2 separate regions of the Mus musculus genome follow, and region 2 is linked to region 1. A link is a contact called in public HiChIP or PLAC-seq data. All regions are on one chromosome and are shown on one strand. The core of a region is the stretch at or near the end of the contact, and the rest is flanking DNA. Distances in the headings are between cores, read along the strand shown. Region 1 overlaps Rin2 (Ras and Rab interactor 2). Region 2 overlaps Ralgapa2 (Ral GTPase activating protein, alpha subunit 2 (catalytic)).

Region 1 (6,004 bases), core at 549-3,048:
CCAGCCCCATACTTGACTTTACAGGGAGCTTGAGACCGCCCTGGACTGTGTGAGACCCTATCTCAAAATGACAACAAAGGAGTATTGGCTCTGGACTGAACTGGGGTGGGGATCAATAGTAAAGCACCTATCTAGTCTGGGTTCAATCTCTTAGTCTGAAAAGAAAACAAAGTCTCTGACTCAGGAGTCAGAGACAGGAGGACCACAGCAAGTTTATGGCCAGTTTTAGGGTACATGGTGAAACTTGTCTTAAACATCAAATGACATCAACAAAATGTAAAATGAAGAGTACTGATACCCTTCGGATCTCTGAGTGAGTTCCTGGTGGGTGTGTGTGTGTGTGGGGGGTACAGGTGGGAGTGAGGAGTGGTGGGTAGCCGTGCGTGTGCAGTGCATGCTGGGTATCGAACACAGGACCAAGAGTATGTTACACAAGCCCTGTATTATCAAGCTACACTCCTAACTCCAAATATGCTTCCCTCTTTTTGTTTTGTTTTGTTTTGTTCTTTTAAACTCCCTATGGTTCCTTCCCCAACAGAGTCAATATTCATGTGGAAGTCTGGGCCAGCTGCTACCCACTCATTGATGCTAAAACACAGACCCTTTTCAGTATGGAACATGTTTCCTGAAACAAATGCCAGTTCTTCCCTCCCTCTCCTTTCCCGCCATCTGCTTGTGATTCGGCACTGTAATGTGACTTGTGGAGAAGGTCATCTTCCCCACACGACTAAGGATCACCAAATGGCAAACAACATTTGGGTCTCAAATTTACCCATACTCGAATGGTCTGAAAACAGAGAGTCGCCATTTTGTTCTCAGACACTTCTGGGCAATTACACCACGTGTCCCACATAGACAGATCCCCACCTGTGTGAGTCTTCCCAGACACCTGAGGGTAGAGCCAGGCTCCTAAACACCACAGGCCCCTTTTATTTCATGTTTCTTCCAGAAGAGGAAGGTCAGAGCTGCTAGGGCAGTGAGGCTGCCTTTGTGAATGGAAGCAGTCAGGCCCAGCTTCCTTCCTTTAGTTTGCATTTGCTTGTAGATTTAAAGTAACTTCCACATGATACAAACAACCTTAACAATTTCCATTTCTTTCTTTTTTTTCTGTGTCCCTAAGGGGGTCATAGTTGGCAGTCTGTCCAACATCAAAAACAAAATTCCTTCCTCTGGCTGCCATTCAAGATATTTTTAGGTCTGGAAGTGCACCCTCCTCTCCCTCCGTCCAGCATGTATATTTTTACTCTGCTCTTACCCTATCCAAACTCCACCAGGGCCTGTTTCCTGACAAACTGAGAAGTGAGAAATGCCTGCGTGGGGGGAAAACTGAAGACACATGTGTTGAAACTCTGCCAGGGAAGCATTGCCCAATGACAAACCAGGGCAAGTCTTGTGATGTTTTCTTCTGCTCATTCTAGCTTTTCTGACTCTGCTCTCACGGGGCCTGCTCGAACTGCCTAATTTGGATGTCGTGACCCGCTTTTAATCTAAGAGGAGTACCTCAGCCTAAGGACAGCCTCATCGTCTAAATTTGCAGAGTTGGGAGGGCAACTGGACAGATGTCGCGAGCAGTGTCTCTTCGCTCCAAACATTGAAAGCAAGCTCAGTCAGCCTTCCTTCTGGTCTCTGAAGTAGCTATCTTATGGATATCCCAGAAACCCTCTGAACTTCCCTTCTCCCTATCCACAGGGATGCAATGGGCACTTAGCAGTCGCATGGCTGCAATCCCCAGAACACCCAGCAGAGGATCAGGCCTGCGATGCTAGCAGATTTTGCAATCCTAACTCTCAGCCAGGATACAGCAGAGGTTGCCTAAGGACAGGGAGGAGTTGTCTGCAGGACCCTGCCTGGCTCTGAGTTCAGATCAGTTGTGATTTGCTCTGGAGCCATCTAAGCCAAGTACTGGGCTGGATAATCGTGCAAATACTTGTGGGCCATGGACCAACTGTTCTCTTCGCTTTTTGATTTCTGTTCCATTGGTCCATAAGCTTTGGAGCAGTGTCCTATTTGCTCTTCAAAACTACCAGATCAACGTGGAGTTCATGGTTGTGTACTGTGTGCATGCGTACACATGTGTGTTTGCGCCCCTGGATGTTTGAAACAGGGTCTCACTATGTAGCACAGCTTGCCTGCAACTCACAGAGATCCATGTGCCTCTGCCTCCTGGGTGCTATGGTAAAAGGCAGAGGCCACCAAGCCCCAGCCACTGTCATGTACACTTGCACAGCATCTTTGGGTACATGATTATATTCTGACTCAAACAAATAGCTGCCACCACCACCACCAACAACAAAAAAGACAACTGAAGAATATTGCAAAAATTATTTTACATAGGATTATTGTACAGTATTACAATGTATTATGTGCAAAATTCCATTGAAAATCATTTACAAAAGGAAGCACAACCCAGCATGTGCCAAGGGAGGGTTCTGGGACAACAAAAGCCTTGTACAGGGTACGAGGTCCTCCAGATCAGATGCCTGAACATCCTTACACAGGATAGTAACATGGCTTTCTGCTTTTGTTTTGCAATGATCTGTATTACACTGATGTATGACCCTTCTGGAATACGTGTGTCCATAAACTCATCTTATACAACATAAGTCTAACTTCACCATACATCCATGTTTTCTGCTTGTTTTGCTCATTATTTGTCACACTGAGGATGGAACCCAGCATGCTAGTGTGTGAATGTTAGCTCTACCATGCCCCAACCAAATACAGAAGGTTTGTTTTTTGTTTTGTTTTGTTTTTGGTTTGGTTTTGGTTTTAGTGCATTCTCTCCCCATCAACATCTCATTGAACTCAACTAAACTCGTATTATACATGACTTGGTTTCTGCCTCCAAATAAATGGATGTCCTTAGTGTCGGCTTACAAAATGGGTCAGAGGGATCGTTATCCTTGATTTACTTTTCCCCAAAGCAGATAGCATATGGAACAGATCTTTGTCAAAGCTCACCGCAGCACATATTTTACAGTACTGACTCCTTTTCCAACGTCTTGCGAAGAGCCTGAACCTGCAGACTACATTCCTCAGTCCCCCCCTTAGAGTCTGTGTTTCTCTCTCTACCTCTCTCTACATTCATTTCTCTTCTAATTCTCAGCCTCGATTGCTTAAAAACATAAACAGACACCAGCACTAAAAGTGAACAATGTAACAATACACCGCTAAAAGTGAACAATGTAACAACAATGTAACAACAGTACACCCGATTTTTCAAAGGCAGCCTGTGGCCAGCGTCAGGGATTTCTTTAAGACAACCAGAAGTCTCTCCCCACAAATTTGCCGAAAATATCCAGTTATAGAAGAGAGATTATCTATGAGGCGTCTAAAATGCAGTACTCTCAAATCCAGCAAGAGATTTATCTTCAAATATTAAATGTTAAATCACATGCATACTTATAGAATATTTTAAAAGTTACAAAAATATTTTAAAAACCAATCCTGACAGTTTACCTGCAACTGCTATAAAATTTTCTATGAAATATATAAAAACACAAAGGCTCTTTGTAAAAAAAAAAAAGTATAGGATGAAGGATGGACAAAAGAAGGGCAAGAGGGAAGGATGGAGCCATCCACAAAGCTGAGAGGGACCTGACGAACTGCATCGGACAGTCTTGTCAACAGCTGCTATCGAATCCAAGAGAAGAGTTTGTACCTTAAGTGTTTCCTCAGCACATATACAGATGTGTAAGCCAACCCTGAAGCTGGCTAAGGTTAACTAGTTAACTAACCAGTGATCTCAGGACACCTGAACCATTAAATGCAATTTACCATTTCTGGATGAGAGTCTTACTATTTCCCAAATCTCAGCTACCTCATCTGGGCAATGTATCTAAAGGATGCCCTTGGCCAAATCAGCCTATGGATGGCTTAGTCACTGAACTGAGGGATGCTTGAGGAGGTGGCTGTCTTCTAAGCTCAAACCCAAGGCAGCCAGAAAGCTAGACTCTCAGCTCCCTTTTTGGATGTATCAATGGGAAGTCCCAAGTGTCCCCTATGAGGGAGTGAGGTCTTCTCCATTCTGGAAAATCACCCCGTAAGGATCACTCTTGATTCGTTTGTAGACAAAGTGGAAGATGTGGGGCTGAGGCCGGCTGTGCAGTTCGGCCTTGATCTTCTGAGGATAAGTGTCCTCTGCCAGTTGTTGCCATGTCTCATCAACAAAGAGAAACAGGCTGTACTCTTCAGGGTCCTCCACCTTAAATTTCTCAGCACAGAGCTGACACACATCCTCTGTGGTGATGTACGGTCTCACAAGGAGGGTCTTCCCAGTGCATCCGCTGTTGACCTCTTGGAAGGCAACTCGGAGGTAATTCTGCAAGGGGAAAACAGAGATGTCAGGAGCTAGCGCAGAAAAGAAAACAGACGCTGTTCAGAGGTAAGTGCAAGGCCAAACTGGAGAGCCACTCAAGGCTCGGGCTTGTCCAGATGTTTAGTCAGACCACACAGCTCTTGCCAGGAAAGATTCTGATCTGTACTTGGACAGTGGCAGAGACCATGGCGGGGACTGAACTGCCACGTGTTAACTCATTGCAAAGGGAAACAACAGGAAGTCCCGCCAGCCCTGGTTTTCATCTTTCTATATCCATTATAAGGCCAGCTGCTGAAGAGATCCTGACTAAGAGTGTGAACCATATCCAAAGTGGGATTTTTCTCAGCTTGAAAAATAACCCAAACAGCAGGAGAGTCTGGGGCAGCAGTTAGCAGGAAGGGATTTAAAACATCTAGACATACCAGCACCCATGATGCTTGCTTTGTGCCATTCTAGGAAGCCTACCCAAAGACAACAATGCTTGGTCAAACTGCTGAGGTCTGACCACTCTCCCCAAATGGTGATCTCATGCGGCGCCACCTTACATAAGACTCCCAGTCTCCCAGTGGCTGGGGCTGAAATGTGGGAAGAATCAGGGAAGGGATGTTGATTCTGCCAGAAGGCTTTTGAGACGGGGCTGACTAAGCATAACGTGATGCTGGGGAAGTAAAAGGAGCCGGCTGCAAGCTTGGCATTAAGAGTCATGTAGGTGCCTTAGGAGACAGTGAGCCTCTCGGGACCCCCATCTCCTTGCATATCCGATATGGCAGTAGCCCAACGTCTGCATGAGCTAAACAACTCACCGTGTGGATGCTCTTGAACAACCTAAGCAGGTGTGTGTGTGCGCACAGCATGTGTTGTTCTTTTGTAGTTGGTGTGTCTGAAAGGAATTTCTGAGAAAATTGCAGTCCTGGAGAACATGCTGACCTTGCTTTTCAAGCACGGGCTTGACTTTGAACCAAGGCTTGTTTTCAGAGAAGTGGGAGGGGGAAGGCAAGGGAGGAGAATCTGGACACAAAGGCAAATACATCCTGCCGTTTCAGGTTCCTGCTAGGGAACTGGCTGTGCAGCACTTGGAAATAAAGCACAGCCACGTTTCAGGCTTCCACAGGAGCCTTCAGATGATTGCCCAAAGAGAGCTGCAGATCCGATCCCCATTGCACAGACAGAAGGAACTCGGGGGTTGCTGGGCCAGGGAAAGGCTCTGTGTCACCCTATGGGGACCACACAGCAGCTCGACCTCTCAAACTGAGGTGCTGTCCTAAGAGCCGGACTGATTCCAGGGGATTCGGTTTAGAACTTGAAGGAGAAAGTGGGGAGGGGTGGCGGTAGAAAGATACCTTGTTGCACCTCCCCCACTTCCCAAAGGGTAACAGGGGTGGAGGGGGGGAGGGGATGGGGGCGCTGCAGGATAAGCACTGCTGTTTCCTGAGGAAACTGGATATCCGTTCCCTCTGCCTCGGCTTTCTCCTTTGGACATTTTGTTGGGTTAGGTATTTAACAGCAGGCCAACTGTGTGTATGTTTTATGTGGAGATAATTATATTTATCTTTATGTTTAAAAGTGAGTCACACCCAGTAGAGACTATGTCTTGACTTTTACTTTTATTTTTCCTTCTTTTTTCTATAAGTGTTAGGGAAGGAACCCAGGACATTGCACATTTGGTCTACCACTGAACTATCCTAA
Region 2 (6,224 bases), core at 3,697-6,196, 530 kb before region 1:
TATAAACTTTCTGATCTGCTTATTTCTCAGTTCACAGGTTTTATTTTTTATTCCTATAATCTGTACTGTGAACAGGAACATGATAAATACATCTTTAGTCTTGGTGATGTCATTAGCAGATGGTGTTCCTTTTAGAGTTCCAGCTAAGAAAATGAGGGACGCACTTGGGCTTAGGAATGAATGGACACAGTCTCATCTTTTGCTTCTGTGGAAGCAGAGATCTTCCTATGCCTGAAGAGGCTGCATTCACAGCCCATTTGGGCTGGCACTGTACGTGATGGAGAACCTGCTGACTAGCAGACTGCTCGTTACGGTTTACTAAGGCAAGAGACAAATCTTTAGAAAGGAAGCTGGCATTCACTGTGAGGATAGTAAGGTTCTCTTCTCCATTTGTGCTCTGGTGTAGGATAGAAACAACAGCACCTTAGTGTTTGATAGTTTCTTTCATCAGCAGAACCATGCAATTAGAGTGGATAGTCAACAGCTTCAGAGAAGCATAAACAGGATCCTCAAACCATAAAACAAATGTTTGATAAATAACACATATTTTCATTGCTGACTAGAAGCCTAATATAGATAGTTTAGCATCCCGTTGGCATTTTTTGTCTAAGTATGTTGTTCTCTAACTGTAAGTTCCTCATTCCTTATTATGCCTTAGCATTTGCTGGTAATTATCTTTTTAGTTATTTGCACCACCTATTCTAGTTGTTTCCCTTTGTTCTGTTTCTGAGAAACTTGATTCCTAAAACCATGCAGTACTGAGGAGGCCCACTGATTCCCATCTCAGTTCAACCTTGAGTATTCCCGCTGTCACTGGTTCCGTCAGGGAAAGTACTCAGAAGCATGTGCCAAAGGCAGTGAGTGTCCTTCCCAAGCTGTGCAGACTTATGCTGCCTTCACCACCCTTGAATTCCAAGTATAAGCACTAGTTCAAAAACAGTGCATTTTATTTGTACATGTTGATCAGCAACAAATACGTGAATACTCCATATGATACTGCAAATCTTAATTTTCCTCAGACATTTTAAACCGACAATGTGGTAGAATATGCATACTTTACCAGCATACTTTAGAAAGCATTCAGGAAAGGCAGGCTCTGATTAATGATCTTCTAGGTATTTGAGGGCCATGTGGCACTGGACAAACCATTTATAAAGGTTTTGTAAAGATATTTGTGGAACATGTACTTTAAAACTGTAATGTTGACTTCTGCAGAATTAACTACATTTTAAAAGTCTGCAACTGTTTTATATTTGAAATACAGTGAGGACCATAAGTTACATAAGTCTTTGTGTTTTATATATACACATGTATGCATGTGTGTGTATATGTATATATATATGCATTTCCTATTGTATTTTATGCCTTTAAAAGTAATAAATATTATGAATTTGTTGTTACCTATTAATGGTCTTTGAAGATTTTTGTATACCTTGCTGTTTATTAAAAGTAACACACATGAGCACATGAGTGATTTTACTCAGCTTTATTTTCCTGTTTTTTTAACAAGGCCCAGAGTATTTCCCTGCAGTGTGAGTGTATAGAAGGCATTTATATGAGTGTATAAGCTCACTGAGGTCATTCTCTATGTTCTCAGGAGGAATTAGTATCAGCTAGCAGGAATTATTATGGGATAGCCACTCAAAAATGACTTTGTTTCTCTACTGTCATTAAGAGAGCAGTTAAGCTCTTCATACAGTGGTTCACCTCGCAGATTTCAGTTAGGTAAAGAAGCTGTCACTGATGCTGACACCAGGGAAACAGGCTTTATAGGGAGGATATCAGAGTGTAACTGAAGAGGCCTGTCATGGAAAGACAACTCTGGCTCTCAGTGTCAATGATGGTGAGGATTCAGATATCCAAACTCAGGGTGATCAAAGTGAGTCTTAATCGCCACATAAAACAGCCAGTATTTTACTATTTGTAAAATTTATGGTGATCTATTTTGGAAAAATGCATAACCATTTGGTTACAAAAAGGAAAGATTTTAAACAGTGCTCAAATGAAATGCTGGCTGCATACAGAGGTAAACAGATCTTCTACACTTTGACATTTACATGGATGTTGCCCTTTACATATTATCTTACATATTCATGAACTATATAGTAATCTCATCACTGGAAACGCTGATAGCAAGGGACAGGGAAGGGACAGTAGAGTAAAAAGTTTGTTTAAATGTGCCACCATTGTATAAGGGTTTGTTTTACTTATGCTTTGCAGAGGTACGTAAAATAACAACATAGCAAATAATCACTTTTATTTCTATTTTAAGGATAGCACTGATGATTTATGGATTTTAAGGATAGTTTTATGTATCTGAAGCACATTCCATGTTTGTTTTATTGAGTGTTTATTTAACCAACAGTGAGAAAATCAAAAGTTCATACCAAGAAACTTTTGCTCAACTAAATGTGAAATACAATATAAAAAGATAGGTTTCATGTATATCAAATAAAATGTATAACTGAGTCATATATTTATGAGCTTTGGGGATATCTTGTATACTAAATGCTAAATGATTAGCTTTTAAATACACTCGGCTCTCAGTAAATCAATTTCTGAATTATTTATGATGTAATAGAAAAATTTCTGTCTTGGACCAGATTTTCCTTTTCTCACTGTGGTCTTTGTATGTGTATCCTTTAGGAAGAGATACTAATGTGTTGATAATGTAATAATGATGATGCTGAGCAAGCAACCAGACATCATTCTGATGCTCTCTGATACACAGCAGCAAAAGGAAGCATTCTTAAATGAAACTAGTTCTTTTTGTGGAATAACCATTCTAAGTCATCAGTGTTTGGCTGCAAGGTTGGCTGTATTTAGAGACTGTGATTTAGTTCTCTCATTTTATTGATTTCTTTAAAGCCTAAAATGGCTTCCTTTAAATGTTTGGGGGAACGCAGCACCTTAAGAACTTAGAAGTGGAAAAAGCTCTTGATGTGCTCTGATATAATGTTACTTTATCTCTCCTGGAAGCTAAGCGAAGCCAGTCTATCAGCAACTGTGTCCACCTCTCTGAGGCTTTGCCTGCTACTAAAAGCGTCCCGCTCCTCCTCCATACCGTGAGCGCTCTCTTACCTGGTCTCTCTTACTCCTCTTGCTCTCACAGGCTGTCAGGTACTGTACTGTTGTCTCATGTGTCCGTCCACACCCCCTGGCTTCTCCCTCCTGCCACCCCCAGTCACACTCAGAAGGTGTCTGTTGCACTTGTGCTAAATTTCAAAAAATATTAATTGTTGTTTTTGTGTAGTTCATGTTTAGTAGCTATTAGGTAGTCAAAAATTCTACAATCCTGCTAGTTATCAGATTCATGGCTGTAATAGAGATTTTAATTAAAAAAAAAACAAAAACAAAAAACACTAACCAGTGCTAATTTTCAAAACATTTGTTCTTAGACTTCACCCAGTTAATTCAACTGGATTAAGTTTATGTGTATTTTTTTCTCTAGCACAGCAATGTGAATAGAGTTAGTAATAATCTATTGTATATCTTGTAATGGCCTGAGTAGGGCATTTTGAATGAGCTTGTCACGTAAATGAGAGGGTAATAGGTACATGAGTTATCCTGCTCCAATGTCACTTCTCCCACATTGTCCATGCATCAAGATGCCACACTGTGTCCTACCACTGTGTGTAATCACTGTTGTGCCAGTTACAAAGGAGGGTGTTGTAATACCAAAAATTAGTTTTCTCATGTTTTGCCTAGTCACTTCTCAAAGGGAATTTATTTTATGTGTTGAATAATTAAATCTACAAAGAGATATTTTTCAGTGATTTTAAGGTGAATTATATCTTAAGAGGGAAATGTTTTCATGTTCCTTTTATGTTCTGAATATAGATATAGATTAAGATGTTTTCAGTACTGGAGATAGTGTGAGTACAGTTTCTATAGCTCAGACACTGTAGCACCATTGTAGTTTGGCAAAATAAAATCAAAGCTGAAGTAAAATACCATGAGGAAAGAAGTTAGTTTTAACTGAGAATGGGGACTATAATGTTGCTTAGAAACTCTCTTTAGTAAACACTGAGTGTGAAAACAGTGAGGCTGCTGGCATCGGAGGGGGACTCTCAGGTGAGTGGCTGCTGAGCAGTAAATGCTTGCGGATCAGCTTGTCCAGGAAAGGCATCTTCTTAGAGGTGATGAATGAGGCATTGGAAAGAATTTGCTAGGTATTTGGCTAATTGACACCAAAAAGAAATCTTTAATGTAAAAAGTTTTATTTCTTTCTCTATTTTATTTCCGTACTGTTACATTTAAGTTTTTTTTACTTGTTTTTCTGGAATATGTTCTCAGAAAAAAAAAATTCTTCCTATTAATATCTCTTCATTTGTAAAAGTTTTGTTCTTATTCAGAGTTATATTTTCATTCACTCAAATTCTTCGTGTGTGTGTGTGTGTGTGTGTGTGTGTGTGTACATGGCACCAGCAGAAATTGAGTGACTTTCTGCAGTGACTCTCAACTAGGAATGATTTGGCAACATCTGGAGACATTTTTGGTTGTCTGGTAGGTAGAAGCCAGAGATCCTACTCAATATCCTCACTGGAAGCAGCCTAGACCAGAAGATGGTCAGACCTAAGGATCTATTGTGCAGATGGGCAAATAGCCCTGTAAAGTGGAGCAGGCTGGAGCAGGTCTGTGTCTCCCTATCTCTGCCATCTTCACTGATTTTATAGCAGGGTGACTTTAAGGACAAACTGCTACTGCCATTTGATGTGACAGGTACAGTAATGAGTGCCTTCTCAGTCTGACTCCAGGTGTGCTTTATTAGTTAGTGTGATACCATTGTCCTTTGTGACTGTCCCGTGAGTAGACTAGGCTGAGAGAAGTGAGTAGCCATTCTACTTGGCTGGTAATTTGCAGCATGGTTTGTGTTCTGATGTACCTCTGAGTGGATGGCGATCTACTGCTAAGCTGCAGCTAAATGATAAGTAAGTCATTTCAGTTCTCCTTCTTGCTGGCTACAAGTTGAGGTTTTTTGTTTTTTGCTTTTCTTTTAGTTTCACTGTGTCAGTGGTTGCTAGTTTTGTTTTTATTATGGCAGAAGTCTTTGTTTTGGTTTCTAATCTGTGTGAGTCAACCCACCAGAATTGTAATAATAGAAGCAATGGTAGTAGATCTGGAGGTGTGGGAAGCAAATGGTGTTTAAATTTGGGGAGAGTCAAAATGACCCACTTCCATTAATATGAGTAGGGAGAAATCTGTGCACCTTGGGAGTAGTTGTGACAGCTGGGGAGTCCCCTCTCTTTTTCTTGAAAACAGTCCCTCCCGCTTGTCTTGCAGTGTTACTTTTTTCTCTGTTGGGACATTTATCAGTCTGTAGCATTTGCATGCTATGCAAGGGTAGATTTTTCTTTTTTCTTTTGGGAATGTTGTAATGGTTATAACTAGCAGATAGACTGTCTTCCTTTATCCCAGTATATGGGACCTAAGGGGAGGCCTTGCTGAGCTGCCTCTCTGTCTTTCCACAAGCTCCATGGAAGTTCTTCCAGTTAGGACCTGGACTAACTTACTCTCAGGAAGCAGGACCTTGTGGACATGGAGAGTGCTAAATGGAAAGCATCTCCTGGGCTTTTGTGAGATCAAGTTGGTATCACCAGTGGTATTTTTTAAACTAGGACCTTACATTCTAATTGTGCTTGTGCATCCTTGCATGAGGGATAAATGGAACATAGAATTTTTGCTTATTTAATAAGATGAAATAAGGAAGTCTGTAATTAAAGAGTGAATGAAAAGTAGACAGACATCTGGAGAAAATAGAAGTTAGCTGCAGAACATACACATTTACTTCAGTCATGCTGACTCTTCTCAGTGGGGGTAAAAGCCACGAATCCTTATGATCATTTTGCTGATGGTTTTAGTGGAGCTTTAGAAAACAGTGGGTTAGGAATGGTGTTGAGAAACTACATCCTCAAGAGACAGGAAAGTTAGTGCTTTTGATCGAGTGTTATTAGACTTCACAGAGGATAAATGAACTGAGTCTGAGGCAGAATTCTGTTCTTCAAAGTGATTTAAACAAAAATTGTGTGACATTTAAAACAGGATGCATCAAATCTAAATTTATTGCACAATTGTTTTGTAACTCAGATGTCATTTTTTTTGTTTGTTTGAAAGGAAATCCTGTGTCTTTACATTTTACATCAGTAGGAAAATCATTTTCATTAGTTAAAAAAAAAAAAGCCACTCAGATGGACACAGTAGAATGGGAGCAGCCTCAGCCCAAC

What was found. HiChIP or PLAC-seq counts read pairs in DNA pulled down with a chosen protein or histone mark.
Region 2: a contact with region 1 is called in an H3K27ac HiChIP or PLAC-seq map of bone marrow-derived dendritic cells, with 4 times the contacts expected there. The contact joins two enhancer-like sites.

Annotation. Positions count from the first base shown.
Region 1 is chr2:145,883,920-145,889,923 of GRCm38.p6, reverse strand. It overlaps Rin2 (Ras and Rab interactor 2), which reads right to left. Exons shown (of 13, transcript NM_028724.4): 13 at 2,308-4,321. The coding sequence ends at 4,001. All of the region lies in intron 2 of Gm39954 (a long non-coding RNA gene), which reads left to right. Among named protein-coding and RNA genes, the nearest start is that of Gm39954, 7.2 kb to the left of the region's middle. Within about 2 kb of position 1,798, at least 190 of the 459 cell types and tissues checked have an H3K27ac peak or open chromatin away from gene starts, as enhancers often do. A contact at or near this core is called in bone marrow-derived dendritic cells, where this site is marked.
Region 2 is chr2:146,415,258-146,421,481 of GRCm38.p6, reverse strand. The region is part of intron 16 of Ralgapa2 (Ral GTPase activating protein, alpha subunit 2 (catalytic)); the gene reads left to right. Among named protein-coding and RNA genes, the nearest start is that of Ralgapa2, 94 kb to the left of the region's middle. Within about 2 kb of position 4,946, at least 18 of the 459 cell types and tissues checked have an H3K27ac peak or open chromatin away from gene starts, as enhancers often do. A contact at or near this core is called in bone marrow-derived dendritic cells, where this site is marked.